Regions from separate parts of the Mus musculus genome. Here region 2 is linked to region 1. A link is a contact called in public Hi-C data. All regions are on one chromosome and are shown on one strand. Each heading gives the region's core, a stretch centred on a gene start, on an enhancer-like site or on the middle of the called end of the contact. The rest is flanking DNA. Distances are from core to core; before and after follow the strand shown. Region 1 has its middle 24 kb from the start of Zap70. Region 2 overlaps Vwa3b (von Willebrand factor A domain containing 3B).

Region 1 (2,829 bases), core at 117-2,616:
CCTGCTCTCTGTGCTTCTGAGAAGCTAAAGAGCCTGCTCAGCAGTTAGCAGCATGTTCTTGCAGAGAACTGGAGTTCAATTCCTGACACCCATATCTGGTGGCTCACAACCACCTTTAACTTCAGCTCCAGGGGCTCTAGCGCCCTCGTCTGGCCTCCCTGGGCACTGCATTCAAGTGCGCAAATCCACACTGACATGCATATACAACATCAAAAATAGACGCGTTTCTCATGTGTGTGGTACATGTGTGGTATATGCATGTTCATGTGTGTGTGCTTGTGGAGACCCAGTGGAGGAGGAGATGCCAGAAGCTCACATGGTGAGACATGTCACCACCCAGCCCTACACCCCCCACAAATCAGCCACCAGAGTCCTGAGCCGTGGGGCCTGCAGATCGCCCACCGTATCTATTCATCAGCTGGCTCCACCCAGTTCAGACTCTCAGCTTAACAGGTGCTACAGACATAAGTCCCCAGTTTCCCCCAGAGCCCAAGTCCAAAATAGCTGTCCCTAAAGCCATGCCACCTCCAAACCCACTTGGTCTGAGGCCCTGTCCCATCCCTATAGGCTGTGGGATCCCAACAGTGAGCCTAATGGGCAGTGCAGACTGGGGACCCACTCGGGAGGCTGAGGCAGACAGCGCATGAGTTGAAGGCCAGCTTGAGCCAGAAACTGAGCAAGCTGGGGGAGAGCTTACCTAGTACGTGCAAAACTTGGGGTTCATTCCCCTGCACCCCATAAAACTAAGAATGCTGGCCCCTGCCTGTAATCCCACCACAGGAAGTGGAGGCCAAGAGGAACAGAAGTTCAAGGTCGCCTCTAGCTACACAGACTTTTAGGCTATCCCGGACTTCAGGAGACCCCGGCTCAAAAACAAATAAACGAAAACGGGGGCGGGGGAGGGGGCTGGGGAGCAGGCGGAGTAAGTTCTGTTCCCAGCACTTGAAAGGTGGCCAACGACCATCCATACCCCTAGCTCCAGGGGACCTGACACCCTCTTCTGACCTCTATAGTCACAAGCACGCATGGGATGCACCGACGTACGTGCAGGCAAAACATTTACAGGTGCAAAAATAAAGCCACGAAACTGAATGGTGACTGAGTCACGCAGTCGTTTCTTCTCCGGACATGTAAAGGCTGCGAGTACAAGGCAGGAGCCATCAGCTACAGAATGTCGTGGTCTTGCTGGATCAGGGGCGACATCCACAGGCAAAGCAGAACCTGTGGTTAAGAGAAGTCTGTGAGACCGAGGGACGGGGCTGCAGGAGCAGATGATACTGGAAAGGAACAAAGAAAGATGTCCCTCCGTACAGCCTCGTGGGGCGGCGGTGGGCTCAGTCCTTACTCTGAACCATTCTTCTGCGCTTTTCCTAGGCTGCTGCTGCCCCTCCCCCTCCTCCTGGCTGCTGGTGGCAGAGAAAATGGGAGGGTTTCTCTCTAAAGCCAGGTTCAAGCGTCAGGGCTTTAAGCGTCCTTGTAGTTCCCGGTACCTTTGAGATCTTCCCACTGGTTTTTCTACATTTACTTTCCCTTTTCAGTCGACGCGCCCATAGAGAAACTGAGGCACGGGAGGGCTAAACAACCTGCCCCCGGGGCAACTGGGGCTAAATCTATAAACAGCAAAAAAGCGTGCCACACTAAAGCAGAGGGCTACGCTAAAATACAAAGGCGCAAGAGCCTGGATGTATTCTGCGAGAGGGTGCGGAGCCCGGGTCCCAGAGGCTGGCAAGAAGCATCCTGCAAACCGGCCTGGAGTGAACCCTCTGCAGGCGGCGGAACTGACGGCTGAAGATCAGAGGCGAGTCTGGATTCTGTTCCCTAGCCAGAAGCTGCCAGAATAAGGACAGGTGAGCGCCCTGTGCCAGGAACTGAGCCCACCTTTGCTTTTACTGTGGCGCCACCTTGTGGCATTGTTTTAGAACTACAACCTCTTCAGAGGATTCCGTCATTGCCAAGCCTTTCCCAGTGTACTAGATACCCACGTGGATGTTTTAATACCAAACCAATTAGTGATGCAGACGATAAAATAAATAAAAACAAAAACGTATTTATTTTCTTAAACGTTTGTGCAATAATATGTGTCATTGGGCTGGAGAGATGGCTCAGCGGGTAAGAGCACTGACTGCTCTTCCAGAGGTCCTGAGTTCAATTCCCAGCAACCACATGGTGGCTCACAACTGTCTGTAATGGGCTCTGATGCCACTTCTGGTCTGAAGACAGCGACAGTGTACTCACATGCATTAAACTAATTAATTAATTAAAATATATAATTATCCAATAACAAGTGAATTTTAATGCAACTGAAATATTTGCAAAAGAAACCATTTCCAGCAGCCACAAAATCCTACCACTGAGGAAATTTCTTTCTTGATCAACTTATTAGTTTTAAAGAGATTAAAGACTGTTTAAGTTTTAATATTGTCTATGAATTAGTAATACAGCTTACATATGCAGTAGTAACGTCACCTTCTAATGAAAAACGCATATCTCCCTATTCTCAAGGCACTGCTAAGGGGTTTTCGCTTGGTTTTGTTCTGGTTTTTTGAGTTTTTTTTTGTTTTGTTTTGTTTGTTTTTTGCCTGTTTGGAGTGTGTGCTGTTGATATAGGATCTCATTATGGAACCCAGGCTCGCCTGCAACTTATAACCTCCTCATCTCAGCCCCGTCAGTAAATCTTCAACACAAAATGAGGCAGAGTAGGGAAGTACTCAGCACTCAAGGGTGCTTACTGCCTTTCTAGAGGAACCAAGTTCGATTCCCAGCACCTGTGTCAGACATCACAATCCCAGGAAATTCCAGCTCCTTTGGCCTTCCCAGACACCTGAAAGC
Region 2 (2,700 bases), core at 97-2,596, 290 kb before region 1:
AACTGATCTTACCCCTGTCTGGTATCAGGTGAACAGGCCACACTGCAGCTAAGAACCTCGAACTAAACAAGGAGTCCAGGGCTGGAGCCTAAGATGGAGACAGGAATACGGGAGTAGGGGTGGGGTGTCCCTAACCATAGGGGCTCACTCTTTGTGAGGGTGCAAAGCCTGAGCGTCCATGAGATCTTCAAAGGTGTGAACTAACGGTGGATGAGAGGGAGGTAGGGGTGGGGAGTTCTTATGTTACTTTGACTCTTGGGGGAATGGAGAAAGGAGCAACATAAATCAGAGCAGAAGCAGACATGGACGCTCGGAGAGTCTGGTGCCCCTGGGTTCAGAGTCTTGTTGTCCATTTCTTTTGATTTCTTCAGCTTCACCCCAGTGAGATTTTAAATCCTACAGCAGATGCTTAATAAATCCTTACTAACCAGGGGCCCGCCTTAAGCGATGACAAGAAATTCAAGGTGCCAATCAGGCAAGAGGGGTGGAGTCTGGGGGGGAGGGGAGGTCATACAGACCTCCGCCTGTTAAACCATCACGTGGCAACAGCTCAGAAGGACTGTTCGGCCACATTCACTGAATTAAGCTCAATTTCAGGCAGAGAAAAGGTAATTCTGAGAGAGCCTCTTGCTGCCGACAGAAACAGCTACCGAAAGGCACCACCCGGCACTTCTAAATTAAACTGGAGAATGGAAACAGAGAGGCATGGTGCCAGGCCTGAGTGATGGGCCACGAGACTCAGAGTCTAATTAAAGATCACGTGTGTCTGCCAAGAGCAGGACTGCTCCTTTAAACATAGCAACCTGATGATGTTCAAGTAAATAAAATGTAGTTTTAAAACCCGTAGTCTTAGCTCACGCTTTCTCCCCCTCTGCCAAAACAAACAAAAAAAGAAAATTTCAAAAATAGACTACCAGTTTTTTTTTTACAGCTCTTGTGCTTCTTTTTAAAAAGGCTTTTGCATTTTGTTTATTATATGTGCGTGTAAGCATACATATGTGCATGAAGGTCAGAGGGCAACTTCCACCACGTATGTCCTAGGACTTGAACCCAGGCCCTCAGACTTGGCAGCAAGCACCTCCACCTGCTGAGTGGTCTTCCTGGCCCCAGAGCAGATTTTTTTTTTTAAGTTCCAATTCACTCAAAGTACCAGATACAAACAAAATGTACCCTGCAAAGCGTCGTGGCCTTTTACTACAGCCTTGTGCTATGGCCCTTTCCTCTTAATGTGCTCCTTACATAATCTCTTCCGTCTATCTGGCAAGCAAGGTCTAGTGATGGTCACAGCAGAACCTATCTATCGTTTTTTCTCCTCCTCTGTAAACTGGACCGGTAACTAAGATGACTCAGCTATGTTGAGTGTGTCAGCGCACAGAACAGGCTCAGCGGGAAGAGCTACTTCAGGGCTGATTGCTGACAGCTGCCTAATGAGAGGAGCCCAGAAATAAAAGACAAGCCTTGTTGCCCCTTTTCACTCCATTGGACAAGGAGAGGCTCTAAGCCGTTGGGACTTTGGGTGGTATGTATCATATCAGATGAAAGTTTTAAACGCAAGCTGCAGTGGTTTGGTCCAGTGAGATGCTCTGGCTTGATGAAGCGGGATCACGCAGCACTGAGCATGGCTTGCAGCCCACGTGATCAGGCTAGCCCTGGCTGCTTGAATTTACAAACCTGAAGAGCCTGGGATCTCAAACCACCTGAAGCATTACGCTGTCAGCTCTGACGACCAGTTCCGTGCCTGAACTAAGCAGCTTCAATGTCAAAATTATTACATTTTCATGATGGATGATGACAGACGCCAACTTTTACTCTGATCTAACTTTATACATCTATAGTCATTATTTCAGATTTTTTTTTTAATGATAAAGCAAGAATAGAAGCTAAAACAGAAATAGAGCTTGCTTCAGACACTAATATGATAAGTCTTCCCGAAGAGTTCCCAAACCTCTACCTTGGACCCACCAGCTTTGAGAACCCAATGGGTAGCCATAAAGATGGTATCCCTGGCCATACCAGCAGCTGCAGCTTCTAAACAAGTACAGACCTCACCGCCAGCTCTACGGGGGCCTTCCAAGAAGTGAACGCTAGCATGTCCAACTTTACAAACATATGAGCAGCGTTTTGAGCTCTGGCTGAGCTTACAAAGGAAGAAATTACTCACACAGAGGGCCCAGTGCACTACCCGACTCAACACTAAGTAAAAATCCCACTTCCAGGAGAAGAGGGACATGGGCTCCTTTTGCCACAGCAGGGATTAACACCCTCCATGGTTGCCCTAGGATGCTCCCAACAACGGGACTTGTCTCCCACCAGGACACTTGATCCTTCCACATCCAGTTCTCTGTTCCCAATTCTAATTCCCAGCCCTGACTATGTAGTGACTCTTTAAATTGGTCATTATGATAGAGGCTGCCATGTTCTTCCAGATTATTTCACCATCTAGAGCCAGTGTCTTCAGGAAATGCATCTGGAATTCTAAAAAAGAAAAAGGGCAGTTGATATTCATCGAAAGCTGGTTTGTCCTGAATATTTCTCTGTGTGTCATGTGGACTGAAGCCCTCAATACTCATATAAGCAGATGGTATTATTCCCATTCTATAAATGAAAAAGCATAAAGTCTTGGTAATATGCTATCATATCATAATTTGTGGCAAAACTAGGATTTGATGCCAGATCTGATACCGAAGTGATTCATTTTCC

The links. Hi-C and Micro-C count contacts between places; a contact is called where the count stands out from the background.
Region 2: a Hi-C map of cerebral cortex shows a contact between it and region 1, with 1.7 times the contacts expected there. The contact joins two enhancer-like sites. A contact is called at or near these places in 1 of 15 datasets of contacts at CTCF or cohesin (embryonic stem cells), 3 of 484 Hi-C or Micro-C datasets (bone marrow-derived macrophages, cerebral cortex and cortical neurons), 5 of 115 datasets of contacts at active chromatin or transcription factors (embryonic stem cells, large pre-B cells and stem cell-derived neural progenitor cells) and 5 of 9 other capture datasets (adipose tissue, embryonic stem cells, liver and 2 more).

Annotation. Positions count from the first base shown.
Region 1 is chr1:36,783,903-36,786,731 of GRCm38.p6, reverse strand. No RefSeq gene overlaps it. Among named protein-coding and RNA genes, the nearest start is that of Zap70, 24 kb to the right of the region's middle. Within about 2 kb of position 1,366, at least 50 of the 459 cell types and tissues checked have an H3K27ac peak or open chromatin away from gene starts, as enhancers often do. A contact at or near this core is called in cerebral cortex, cortical neurons and pancreatic islet, where this site is marked.
Region 2 is chr1:37,076,142-37,078,841 of GRCm38.p6, reverse strand. The region is part of intron 7 of Vwa3b (von Willebrand factor A domain containing 3B); the gene reads right to left. Among named protein-coding and RNA genes, the nearest start is that of Gm39626, 31 kb to the right of the region's middle. Within about 2 kb of position 1,346, at least 35 of the 459 cell types and tissues checked have an H3K27ac peak or open chromatin away from gene starts, as enhancers often do. A contact at or near this core is called in cerebral cortex, cortical neurons and pancreatic islet, where this site is marked.